Regions from separate parts of the Sus scrofa genome. Here all the other regions are linked to region 2. The links are chromatin contacts, called in public Hi-C and promoter capture Hi-C maps. All regions are on one chromosome and are shown on one strand. The core of a region is the stretch at or near the end of the contact, and the rest is flanking DNA. Distances in the headings are between cores, read along the strand shown.

Region 1 (4,112 bases), core at 665-3,164, 500 kb before region 2:
GGCCAAGAATAAACCTGCTGGCTCTACAGCTTTCCCTCGCTACCAGTCTTCATAGTTTGTAACTTCCCCAGGAAATGTACTCCCCAACCTAATACCCAATACTCGGGGAAGCGAAGGTACTGGTGGAAAGCAAAAGTGAGCGGGACTTCTGAAGTTCCCCTAGAGCTGTCCCACCCGCCCGAGGCCCTCTCGGGGAGAATCCGGACACCCGGTCCCGCAGCCCCCCGCCCCCGCCCCGCCGGCCCGCCCGAGCCTCGGGCCGATTCCCCTTTAATGCAAACCCGGGCTCGGCGCTGCCGGGCCCGGCTGTCACTCGGGCTAACTTGAATAAATATCCCCCACAGTTCATTGCTGCCGCTCACGCCGCGGAGGGGAAATGTCGGCCATGTTGATCGCAGCGCCGCCGCCGCCGCCGCCGCCGCCGCCGCTGGGTCGGGCTGGGGAGGGGACGGCGGTGGCCCGGCGACTCCGCGCCGCGCCAGGACGCTCCGGAGCGGGGGAGGGGGTGGGAGCCCGCAGGGGAAAGGACCTCAGCGCCTGGAGCACAGCGGGTGGGGGAGGGGAGCATAATGAAGGGTGAATGGGGGGGCGGGGAGGGCGAGAGAGGAAGGAACAGGGAAGGGAAGGGGGAGGGCGAGGGCTGTTACCTTGATAGCATAGGGCGGCTCTTCGAAAGTGACCAGCATATACCTGTCTCCTCTGCTGGCAGGGTCCCGGGCACGGAGCTGCGGGAGAGCGGGTGGGGGACGGGAGGTGGAACAGGGCGGGCGAGAGAGAAGCACAGAGGCGAGGTTACCAGGCGGAGAAGGGGAGCCAGCGGCCCCGCCGCCCCCCACAGTACCGCACACGCCGCGGCCACCCCTCCACGCCGCCCTACACACACAGATCGGCCCCCACACACCGCCCGGGGCCGGAGCCCGGGCCCGGGCCGAGCCCGGCTCGCAGCGCCTGCCCGCCCGCCCGCGCGGTGGGGGAGGGGGTCCCCGAGCCCGGCAGCTCCCGCAGTCAGGTCCCCGACACCTCCGCCTCGCCGCCCCCGGCCGCCCTCCCCCACCCCTGCCGCCCGCGGGCCGCCGGGCCGGGGTCGCCGCCCGGGCTCGGTCAGTCGGTACCTTCATGAAGGTCTCTACCGCGCCTTTGGCCGTGTCCAGGTAGGTGGTGCCCAGATGGCTGCGCTGGTTCATAGAGGCAGACGTGTCTATCAGGAACAGTAAGATGGGCATAGTGCTGGCCGGGGACACCGGGGCCCGAGGTGGTGGAGAAAGAGATGATAGAGGTGGAGGCGCCGGTGGCGGCGGCGGCGACCGCCGCTACGCGGGGCGGGGGAGCGCGGCCCCCGGGAGGAAAACACCGTCTGGGTCTTTCCTCCGGCTGCGGGGAGTTTCTCCCCCGATAGTTGAGAGGAAACTCCCCAGACCCAGTCCTCCCCTTCGTACCCCCGCCTCCGCCTCCTCCTGCCTGCCTGCCCGCAGGGGCGGGCGCCCGGCCGTCTGTCTGTCGGTGCGTCCCCCCCGCCTCGGGGGTCCCGTCCCCGCTCCCGGCCCCTGTGTGTGTCCCAGCGGGAGACGGGCCTGGCTCCCTACCCCACCCCCGGTGCAGGGAGTGGGGACCTGGGAGCTGGCGACGAGGGGAGTGGGCTGAGGGGAGATTGGCCCTGGGGCTGTTGGGAGAAGTTTCAGGGACTCCCTCCGCACCCCGGCGGTGTCACCACTTTCTCAGCCCCTCTCGCTACTGAAGCGCTTTTCTCTCTCACACTCCGGTTTTAACTCGGGCAGGGGCTGCAGAAGCTCCGCCTTCTGACACGTCCTCGAGCCACGTGATGCACCGCCCCACTGTTCTATTGGCTGGTCCCTAGCTTCTTATTAGCATATTCAAACAGCCCAGGGGCGGGGGAAGCTTGGAGGCCGGCTCCGGGAACAGTTACGGAGCACGCGCGGAGGCGGGGCGTCGGGTGCGCGCGAGAGCGAGCGCGAGAGGCGAGCAGGAGGGCCGGTGACGCGGAGGCGGGCTCCGGGAAGGGGCGGGGATGGACCGCGGAAGGACCGCGGGATCAGGGCGGGGGCCGCGTCAGCGCGCTCTAGGCGGCTGCCGCTGTGCGTCTGCGCATCAGGGCTGGCGGCCTCTCCTTGGCTGTTGGAGGTGATAGGGGTCGGGGAAAGGGAGATGGAGACTGGTCTGAGCGCCCATCTGGAGGTCGCTGTAGCGAGCCCCTTCCCGGGTGCGCGAATGAGGAGGGGATGAGTAAAGCAATCAAACGCCTGGTTAGGAGTCGGGAGCAGGCCCGCGGTCGTCGGAGGAGGTTCCATGGGCCTCGGAGGGCCGGCCCCAGCGCGGGCGGGCCCGGGGCGGGGGAGGGGAAGTGAGAGGTTGTTTATGACCAGGGACTAATCTCCTTCGCAAGTCACACCGCTCCCACTGGGGAGTGGGGACGTGGGGCCAGCTTCGCCCCCAGTGTCGCTTGGCCTTGGGCAGTTATCGAGGGTGGGGGCCGGACCTGGCCAGGAGCCCTCTTGTAGAAGGACCCACCAAAAAGGGAACAACCCGTTTTTTCTTAACTCAGCCCTAAAAAGGGCAGGCGGTAGGAAGACTCAAATATCGATACAGAGTTTATTGCCCTTTTTATACTCGGGGAAAAATAAACCGTCCTGCCCAAAGAAATAACCTCTCTCAAGCCATTTTTACTTAGGGCCATCTAAAAGAGACCTTAGTAAACCATAATCCATTACTTATTTTTAAATGAACTGACTTCAGCTTGCCTAGGTGACACACAGAGTGGATTCCTCCAGTGCTCTTTGCTTTCACTATGTGCTATCTCAGACTCATCTAAATACTACATGAGAGAAGACTTTTCTCTGTAAAAACCAGCCCCTGTTAGCATTCCTGATGACTTAATGAATCCTCGCCAAAGTGTCCGAGGAAGTTTCCTCAAATATACTTGTTGAAAACTTGAGGACATTCAATAAAAGTTGAATTAGGGACATATGATCTTTATAATACCATGTAGAAATTAAGAAGGCCTCTCCTACTAACCTTGCATTTTGATTTTTTTGTTTATCCTGAAATTTTAATTATTTACCTACTAGTCATTCAAAAAAATTGTTCCTGTTACTATGAACACAGAGCAGACATATTTTGTGGCACTTTTAAAATTTTTGAATTTTATAACTTGGACTTTCCCTAATATTTAAGACAACTTCTGAACTTTTTAAAATTTATAGTAGAGCTATTTCCGTAATATAGTAGGGTTTGTTCTGTGCATGTGTACCACAGAAGAGTGAAACCTTTTTAAGAGATTTGGACTATGAAATAAGATGGAATACAGACCTTATATCCAATATTTGCTAAGGACTGGTGGAGTTAAAAAATGATTAAAGTATTGTTCCTGCCTTCAAAGAGCTTATGGTTTTTCTAGAAAAAAAATATTGCCTACATGTTATTAGCTACTCCAGGGCAGAAAGTGATTAGATACTAAATAATTCAGAAAAGAGGAAATTTTATTTCCCTGGAGTAATGAAAGAACATTTTCCAGGGTCAGTGTGTTTAAGTGGTGCCTTACAGAAGTGTTTCTCAAACTGGGATCCTAGACCTGGAGATAACAATTAGAGTTCTTTGATACCTAAAATTTTAGTTTTCACTTTAATGACAACGTACAAATTGTTTTATTATTTATAAAGAAAAATACTCTTAAAAGTGATAGTTTGCAGCATTCCCTCATGGCTCAATGGGTTAAGGACCCAGAGTCACTGCTATAGCTCTGGTTATAGCTGCAGCACAGGGTTTGATCCCTGGCCTGGGAACCTGTGCGTGCCAGGGGCACTGCCAAAAAAAAAAAAAAAAAAAAAAGTGATAATTTGCAACTGAAAGAGATTTTCATAGAATTGGTCTTCAGGTTTCTCTAGCTTCATCTATCAGTGCTTTTCAAACTGTGGTCTCTAGACCCTTGCCTGTCAGAAAATATATTCTCTAGAATTGTAAGAATTTCTTTTATGTTACAGGTTTGAGAAACACTGCTTTAAAAGACTGGTAGGATTTGGATTTGTGGGTAAAGGAAAAGAAGCTGCTATTTAAAAATCCTTCTAGACATTGAAAATGTAGTAAAGAAAGGAAGTTAG
Region 2 (3,885 bases), core at 66-2,565:
ATAAAGGGGTCTATACACCAACTCTGAATAACTCTTCAGGGTAACTAATTTAATTGTATTGAGCAATTAGATATCTTACACAGCAGCCCAACCCTCACTTTACCTCTCCAGCACCAAAGTCCTTAACAGCAGACGAACAGAAAAGTGTTTTACGCTGTTCCTAAAAAGCAGTTAATGGTATGCCCTTCCTAAATGGTGTTCTAACAAACCACGCGCCCAGCCTTCCCCACGCACACCCAGGAGCGGCGAAAGGACCGCAGGTGGGCGTGGACGGTCCCCTAGGCCAGGCAGGTGTGCGCGCACAACGCCCGGAGAAAGAAACTCACTCTCTGACTGGCCTCTTCTCGATCTGTAATTTGGCTCTCCCGCTCAGGCTTCATCTCCTGGAGGAACTAATTTAATGTCTTCTGTGACGCGGCCCAGAGCCCAAGGTCACCTGGTCAGGGGAGGAAAGGTGCGGTGTTAAAACCCAGGGGGAAGAGGAGCGCGGCGAGGATGGCACCCTCGTGATTTGGATCTAAACCGAACCGACTCCTGTATTTCGGACCGGCAATCAGCAGCCCTAACCCCACCGGCTGATTCAAAGTTGCGCGCCACCGCATCCCTGGCCCTGAGGGGCGGCAGGGATGAGCACTAGAGCGGAGGGTTGCCCGGGGACCCTCACCCACACCCGGGCCTGCCTGTGTCCAAGTGTCCTCGGCAGAGCCGGGACCACGGCCGGGTGGCCCATCCCCTGTCCCAGGGCTCCGCTACCTCTCCGCCCGATGCGCTCCGGCCTCGGTCTTCAGCCTCTGGCGTGTGCCGTAGAGGAAAGAAAGGGCGAACTGCGTAGACCCGAGCCAGAGATGCAGATCCCAAGGTTCCCCCACCACCGGCGGGGAAGGTGCGGCGTGGCGAGGGCCGGTGCAGGGTCGGCTTTGCGCAGCTCCTTCTCGGGCTCTCCCCTGACTCCTGGGCGCAGCGGGTCCGAAACGCCGAGCAGCTGCGGGAGTGGACTCCGCACCTGGAAAATCGATCTGAGAAGCGGAAGAGCCTCCCATTGGTTTCCAACTGGCGGCGGGATCTGAACTGGGGGCGGGGGCGCCCGAACGGGGGCCTCCAGTGGGGGAGGGGGCCGGGGGCGGGAGTGCTGGCTGTCCATCACAGGCCACGCCCTCCCCATGCACAACTCTCCCTGTGGCTCCGCCTAAGGGGCGGGGCCTGGTGTGAGCCACGCCGAAAACTTGTCCACTCCCCGGGAGATTCTACTGGCTGAAAGGCCGTGGGAAGCTACTACCAGCAACCAATTGAAACGCACGATCGGCCCCGTGCGGGCGGGGGAGCACCGCAAGCTTCCTCAGGAGCCAATAGAGAAGAGGAACGAAGAAACGCTTCCGGAGTTCGGGGGTCGGTGGAAGATGGCGGCCGCCGAAAGGGGTTGGTGCTTATACGAGTTATTCAGGTGAGGAGCTGCTGGTTTGCGCTCACAGGCGTTTTCTGTATCTTACTGGTATTTGTCCTTTTGGTGCAACTCAAGTTTTCGGGGAAGAGTTTTTCTTGTCACGAATCTAGGCTGTTTTCTCAAGGCCAGCGAACGTTTCCTCTTCTTTTGTGGTGTTGTGGATAGACTCGAGCAGGCTGGGTTGAAAGCTCAATTTACCGCGCTTTCTTTTATTGCCCCACTGCTGGCTGAGGGCTCGATTCCCTCCCTCCACCACCACCACTCCTGCTTCAGCGTTTTCTTTCCCTTATCCACCCTCCCGTTAGTCCGTCCTAAATTATTCGTATGCATTCCTCATTTTCCTTTATGATTGAGCCACGAGTCGTTTTCCAATCAATCGTGCTGGTTTTGGTAAAGAAGAAACCAGATCTTCCTTCTCGTGTCCAGTCTCTCCTATTTCACTCACCAAAACTGTCGTTGTTAATATATGTCATTTAAATATCAAGCTTAAGGTGAAGAGTTCCCAGTTGTGGCTCAGAGGATTAAGGACCCGATGTTGTCTCTGTGAGGAGGTGGGTTCCATCCCTGACCTCGGTTAGGGATCCGGCCTCCAGCTCCGGTTGACCCCTGGCCCGGGAACTTCCATATGCTGCAAGAGCAGCGGTAAAAAGAAAAAATAAGTTTGTGTTGAATCCTCTTCTTGATTAGCCACTGAGAAACCTGAGGTAAGCAAAAACAGTATGGGATTCTTAGTGTTTTTTGAGAGTATAAAGGTATCCTGAGGTCAAATGATCAAGTAATGTACGGTTCACAATAGGAAATCCCATGTGAGAAAGAAGTTTATTTCAAAACTAAATATCAGTAAAATATTTATTCCTCTCTAGAGTTTGCATGTTTTCTACATGGACAATGAAAACTATGTAACTACACAAAATATATTTGCTTTGGTCACTAAGCAGCCCTAACCCAGTCTACTGTTCACTGTATGTACAAATTTGGAACCTGCATATCTGTACCCTCCACCCCCTTCCCCTCTTCATCCTTCAACATACTTTCCCTAGTCTTGACCTTTCACTATTTGTTTCAGCATTTTATTGCTTTTATGTCTTATAAGGTCCCTCAAATCTTTATGAAGAGTAGGCAGTGTATTAAAAAAAACTGTTAGGGACCACCTATATTAGCCAACCCAATGAGAAAACCGTATCTTTAGCAAATAATACAATTTAAGAGACATCTGAGGAGGTAATAAAATTTGTATTCGGTCAACAAATATTTACTGGCTCCCTCCCCGGCCAGGTATGATGCTAAGAGTTGGGATATGGTGGTGAACAGGGCTGGGTTCTTGCCTTTGCAGAGCTTCAGTGGACCTGGCAGTAATAGAGAACCTTGCAGCAGTGACTGTGGGAGTGAATCTGTCTACATGCAGGAAGTAGAACAGTAGTGGGTTTGGGGCATCTAATTGAGAGGCATATAGGGAAGGCATGTAAACAGATCAGATGCAGAACTCAGAGCAGAATTGGAAAAATCTAAATTCCCTTCCACTTACCTCAAAAACCGTCTTAGGGAATTCCCTGGTGGCCTAATGATTAGGACTTGTCGATTTCACCTCTGTGGCCTGGGTTCCATCCATGGTCTAGGAACTAAGATCCCACATCAAGCTGCTGCACACCACGGTCAAAAGAAAAACAAATTGTTCTACTTGAGGGGAAGCAAAAGCATAAAAATGCTTTAGGATCTTGCCAAACTTTTTGTTTGTTTGTTTTTGTCTTTTTTGCCTTTTCTGGGGCCGCTCCCTCGGCATATGGAGGTTCCCAGGCTAGGGGTCGAATGACGGCTGTAGCCATCAGCCTATGCCACAGCCACAGCCATGTGGGATCTGAGCCATGTCTGCAACCTACACCACAGCTCACGGCAACGCCGGATCCTTAACCCACTGAGCGAGGCCTGGGATGGAACCCACAATCTCATGGTGCCTAGTCCGATTTGTTAACCATGGCGCCACGACGGGAACTCTGCCAAACTTTTAACTATTTAATTGACCATTCAGAAAATAGATTTCTTTGGGTTACATATTGTCATTTTGAGGGTCAGATACTATTCCCAATCATATCTTGTTTAGGTTAATAATCAAATTTATTTTAATCCCTTAATACAAATACCGAATTAGGAGAAAGGGGGGCTTAACTTTTTTTTTTTTTAATGGCCTTGCCTATGGCAGAGGCAGGGGGGGTCGAGTTGGAGCTGTAGCTGCCAGCCTACACTACAGACACAAGTAGTGGGTCCAGGCCACACCTGTGACCTACACCACAGCTTGCAGTAGCACAAGATCCTTAACTCACTGAGCAAGGCCAGAAGTCAAACCTGAATCCTTATAGACACTATATCGGGTTCTAAACCCTCTGAGTCACAACAAGAACTCCTCAGCATTGATTTTTAGTGCTGATTTTTTAAAAGTATATTGAATT
Region 3 (4,258 bases), core at 830-3,329, 400 kb before region 2:
AAGACTCTTTAAGGAGCTAACACTGGAGCTGAAGCCTGAGTGGAGAGAATAAAGTTGGCAAGAGGTGAACACAGTTGGTGCAAAGGCCACCAGCAGGAAGGAGGTTGTTATTTCTGGGGAATTCCAAGCCAGGGCTTGGAAAGCACTGAACAGAAGAGATGAGGTTGGAGAGGCATTTTATCCCAAGTGCAATGGTACGCCATGGATGCATTTTAAGCAGAGAGCAACTGATCTGGTTTTTATTGTTAAAACAAAATCCCTCCGGCTGCTGTGATAAAAACGGATTGTATACGGGTTCAAGAGAAGAAACAGAGAAAGCACTTAGGCTACCGTGGTAGTAGAGGCCAGAGATTATGACGACTTGAACTGGGGCTGATGATATAAGTGGGAAAGTTCAAAACATACTTTGGAGGTGGAGCTGATAGGACTGGTTAATGGTTTGGACAGGAATTGTGAAGAAAAGAGAAGAATCAGGGATGACTCCCAGGAACTTAGGTTTGAACAACTGGGTGAATGATGCAGTAGATTTAAAGATACTGTTTGGGAATGTCTGGAACACCTATTCATGCTTACGTGACAAAGCGGAGTAGTATGAGATATATGAGTCTGGTGTTTGGAAATATGGTCAGGGGAGAGATAATATGGGAGTCAGGAGCATATGGATGGTATTTAAAACCACTGTGGGAGGCTGAAGAATGTCCCCCCAAATATGTCCATGTCCTAATTCCTGGCAGCTATTATGTATGAAGGCACTTCAAATCTGTTATTCGTGTTATTATACTCCACTTACTGGACAGGGAGCTGGAGGCTCAGAGAAATGGAATACCTTGTTCTAGGTTGCAAAGCTGGAAAATACCTCAATCTCCCTTTCAAGGGCCTTACAGAATGTCTATGGAGACAGGAAGTGGTAAAGAACTGTGCTCTGTGCTTTGAGACAGGCCCTTTGCAGTCTACCCCCTTGGCTGCCAAAAACCTGCCTAATAAAATGCATTTCTGCAAGGCCTGTCTCATTCTTTGTCCAGCTCTGGCATATTATTTTCCTCACCTCCACTGCCTTTGCCAGCCCAATCACACCACACAGACTATGACTGCTCCTCAGCTGGTTGTTAACTCTGGGAGGGCGAGTGGGATTATCACACAGTCAAGGACCCCATATGCCAGGCCCTCTGCCAGGCACCTAACATTCATTCAATAACCACAGTAACCCCACCCATTGTCTCTGGAGCAAGCAAGAAAGGCTGGATTACCGAGCAACGGGAGGAAGTCAGAACCAGCATTGGGCGGGCCTGAGTTCATGTTTGGGGGTGCTATAGCCCTACCATGAAGCTATGGTAAACCTGGACTAGTAACTTCGTCATCTAAGAAAACGTTGAGGTTGCCACTACAGATCATCTCTAAGCTCCCTCAGTGTGAGATTTTCTTCTTTCCCCACTTCCGGCGCTCCACTATCGGGGGCAGTGGTAGGGGCGTAGCGATCATCTGCCCCGCTGAAGGCTGCCCTTCAGTTCCTTGTCTTAGAGGCCAGTCCTGGCCGTGACTTGGTCAATAGCCAGGGAGCCAGCTGGGCTCCCCAGGCCAGGAGCAGTGACAAGTGGGCGATTCCAGAACAAGGAAGAAAAGGCTCGTAACCACTACAACGCCCAGGAATCCAACTCTGTGGCCCTGGGCTGGGGCATACCGAGAGCTGTAAACCCCGCTTCGTTAAGGCCGCGCAGGAGAGGTAACTCGTACGCATGCCTAGTTACGTCCCAACCAGCTCAGCTCCTTTCCTTCCTGCAGGCTTCTTCTCTTTCCGGCCTCGCCCAGGCGCGCTTTTCCCCGCCCCACCCCCGCCCCCTTTTCAGGGATTTCGAAGTGGGCGGACCCACTGGCAAGCGCGTTCACGGGAGATTAAAGAGGGAGGGGACTGGGTGTGGGTGTGGAAGGTGGCGAGGAGGCCGCAGAGCACGGAAAGCGCATGCGTCCTGGAGGCGGTGCCGCAAGGCTTCGAGAAGGGCGGAGGGGAGGAGCGGAAATGGGCTGGTGGGTTGACGCACGCGCACTGGGCCGCTAGCGCCCCGCCTCCCTTTTCAGTTTCTCCTCCTCCTCCACCACCACCCTTCCGGAAGTGTAGCCGCCCTCGCGCCCACCAGCGGCCACCTCCTGAGCAGGCCCCGCCCCTAAGGCCCGCCCCCCAAATCTCCGCCCCCTCCGCCAGTGGTGGCGCCGGGTTGCAGCGCCGGTCGTGGCGGTTTCGGTGCCCGAAGCCGGGAGCGCGGAGTCGTTCCCGGGAGCGGCGGCCAGGCTATGATCGTGGGTCCCCGGCGTCCCGCTCCGGCTACCCAGAGTCGGTGTCTCACCCTGTGTCCGTACCCGAGCGTTCTCTTCAGCCCAGTCCCGCGGCGCGGTTGGCGGCGGCGCCCACGGCGCGCCCCCTCCTCCGATGGCGGCAGAGATTCAGCCCAAGCCGCTGACCCGCAAGCCGATCCTGCTGCAGCGGGTCGAGGGGTCCCAGGAGGTGGTGAATATGGCCGTGATCGTGCCCAAGGAGGAGGGCGTCATCAGCGTCTCAGAGGACAGGTACGAACCTCTGTCTCTTGGTCGAGAGGAGGGGCGGGACGGGCCGGCCGACCCGAGCCCGCTTCGAGGGCTGTGCCTCCACGTCGGCGCGAGTGTAGAGCGCTCTCCCAAGTTTTTATTATAATATGCATCCTGGTGGTGCCGGTGTCCATCGGCGTCTCGCCGCCGCTGCGCGGCTCGCGGTAGCGGAGCCCGGACAGCGGCGTGTTGTCTGGCCTTGCCGGGGCCGAGTGGCGCCTGCCCGGGCCAGGGCGGCCCTTGGACTAACGGTGCTCTGGCCACTGGACCTTGGTCCAGCCCTGAGGATGGGAGAGGGAGGAGCTGCCCGGTCCTGCAGGTGTGTGCGTGGGGAGGATGCTCCGAGCAGCTTCTGCGAGATAAGGGTTTTTGAGAACTCTGGTGCAGTTCTTAAGGCTCTAGAGTGAGGAAAGCAAGCGCCACTCCCTTCTGCCAGACATCTTACACTGAATTCAATGAATGCTGTAAGTTCTGAAGAGTATTTGGGCTTCCGCCCAAAGGGAGAGGTACCTTTTCTGCTTTGTCCTCCCTTATCTCTTCAAGCTCAAGGGGAAGCTCCTAGAACTTTCAGGGAACCACTGCTGCAAATAGCTTTCGAGTTCCTTCCCTTTGCTTGCTTCCTTTCATTTGCCTAATTTTGCTTAATTTGCAGAAGTGGAGCCAGTTGTTCTGCCTTTAGTATTCTCCCTTGTTTTTCAGACTGCGTTTTTGCTTTAACTTAATGTCCTTTAATAATGCAGATATTACACAGATGAAGCTAGTTTCCAGAGGAATGATGCTGGAATATAGTAGTTAAGGTTCTGATCTGGAATTGTTGCTTTGATAATATCAACTAGCATTCTAAAAAAATTCTAAAATTCTGAATTCTAAAATCTAAATTCTAAAAAATGTCACATTGTAGAGGTATATGACAAGGGGCTTTAACCTTAAAATAGTAGTTAGGCTTTCTTAATGTAAGTTTGATTTATACTGAGGTAGAAAATATTTTTTTTTAGTGACTTGTAAAATTGCAGGCAGAGGTAAAGCGACAAAGTGTTCATTATTGTCTTTATAATTTCATCAGTTTGCATACAGATGTGCAGAATGTGCCTGATAGGTCTGCTCATATCATAGGTTCATCAGTATAACTAGGATGAATATATTAATAATATTTTTGTCTACCTCACCCTTCATACAAATGGCCAAATGGTGCCTGATTCACTTCTTATGCAGATCCAGTGGAAAGCATTGTAAACATACACCACTGGCAAGCAGTCTGCCAAGGACTAGAAATTCACCGATGCGGTGGAATACATGGATGTAGACACCCTTTGAAATTCACAGAGAAGGCTCCTGAGTGTTGAATTTTTCCATGGAGACAAAATTCTACTTAAAGAGGTTGCTTCTGGACCTACTAGAAAGTCTTTGTCACAGAATTGTGTGTGTGTGTGTTTAAAGAGTGTATTGATAGATATCACTGTTCCTGTAACTAGTAGAGATGAAACTGCTCAACCTAACTGCTATAGGAAATTCATAAGTAAGTTTGTTAAATTAAGTACGAGAGGAAGCAAAGTAGGTAAACCTAAGCTCTTTTAAGACTACTTTAGAAACTTTCTGCTTTGGTTGATGGTTTGGGGGTAGAGATTAGTTTTCACATATATTTTTAAAGAGTTCAGAGGGATTTTGGAAGTTATTTGCTGTA

What was found. Promoter capture Hi-C pulls out the DNA fragments that hold promoters and counts their contacts. Hi-C and Micro-C count contacts between places; a contact is called where the count stands out from the background.
Region 1: a promoter capture Hi-C map of fetal liver shows a contact between it and region 2, with 3 times the contacts expected there. The contact joins the promoter of INTS6 here to the promoter of ALG11 in region 2. A contact is called at or near these places in 2 of 5 promoter capture datasets (fetal liver and liver), 3 of 47 Hi-C or Micro-C datasets (heart right ventricle and skeletal muscle) and 1 of 2 datasets of contacts at active chromatin or transcription factors (skeletal muscle).
Region 3: a Hi-C map of liver shows a contact between it and region 2, with 5 times the contacts expected there. The contact joins the promoter of WDFY2 here to the promoter of ALG11 in region 2. A contact is called at or near these places in 1 of 5 promoter capture datasets (fetal liver) and 2 of 47 Hi-C or Micro-C datasets (heart right ventricle and liver).

What each region holds. Positions count from the first base shown.
Region 1 is chr11:16,373,078-16,377,189 of Sscrofa11.1, reverse strand. It overlaps INTS6 (integrator complex subunit 6), which reads right to left and starts at 1,914. Exons shown (of 19, transcript XM_021065287.1): 1 at 1,113-1,914; 2 at 648-725. The coding sequence starts at 1,223.
Region 2 is chr11:15,873,882-15,877,766 of Sscrofa11.1, reverse strand. ALG11 (GDP-Man:Man(3)GlcNAc(2)-PP-Dol alpha-1,2-mannosyltransferase) reads left to right here and starts at 1,315. Exons shown (of 5, transcript XM_005668385.3): 1 at 1,315-1,441. The coding sequence starts at 1,398.
Region 3 is chr11:16,270,334-16,274,591 of Sscrofa11.1, reverse strand. WDFY2 (WD repeat and FYVE domain-containing protein 2) reads left to right here and starts at 2,079. Exons shown (of 12, transcript XM_021065301.1): 1 at 2,079-2,559. The coding sequence starts at 2,423.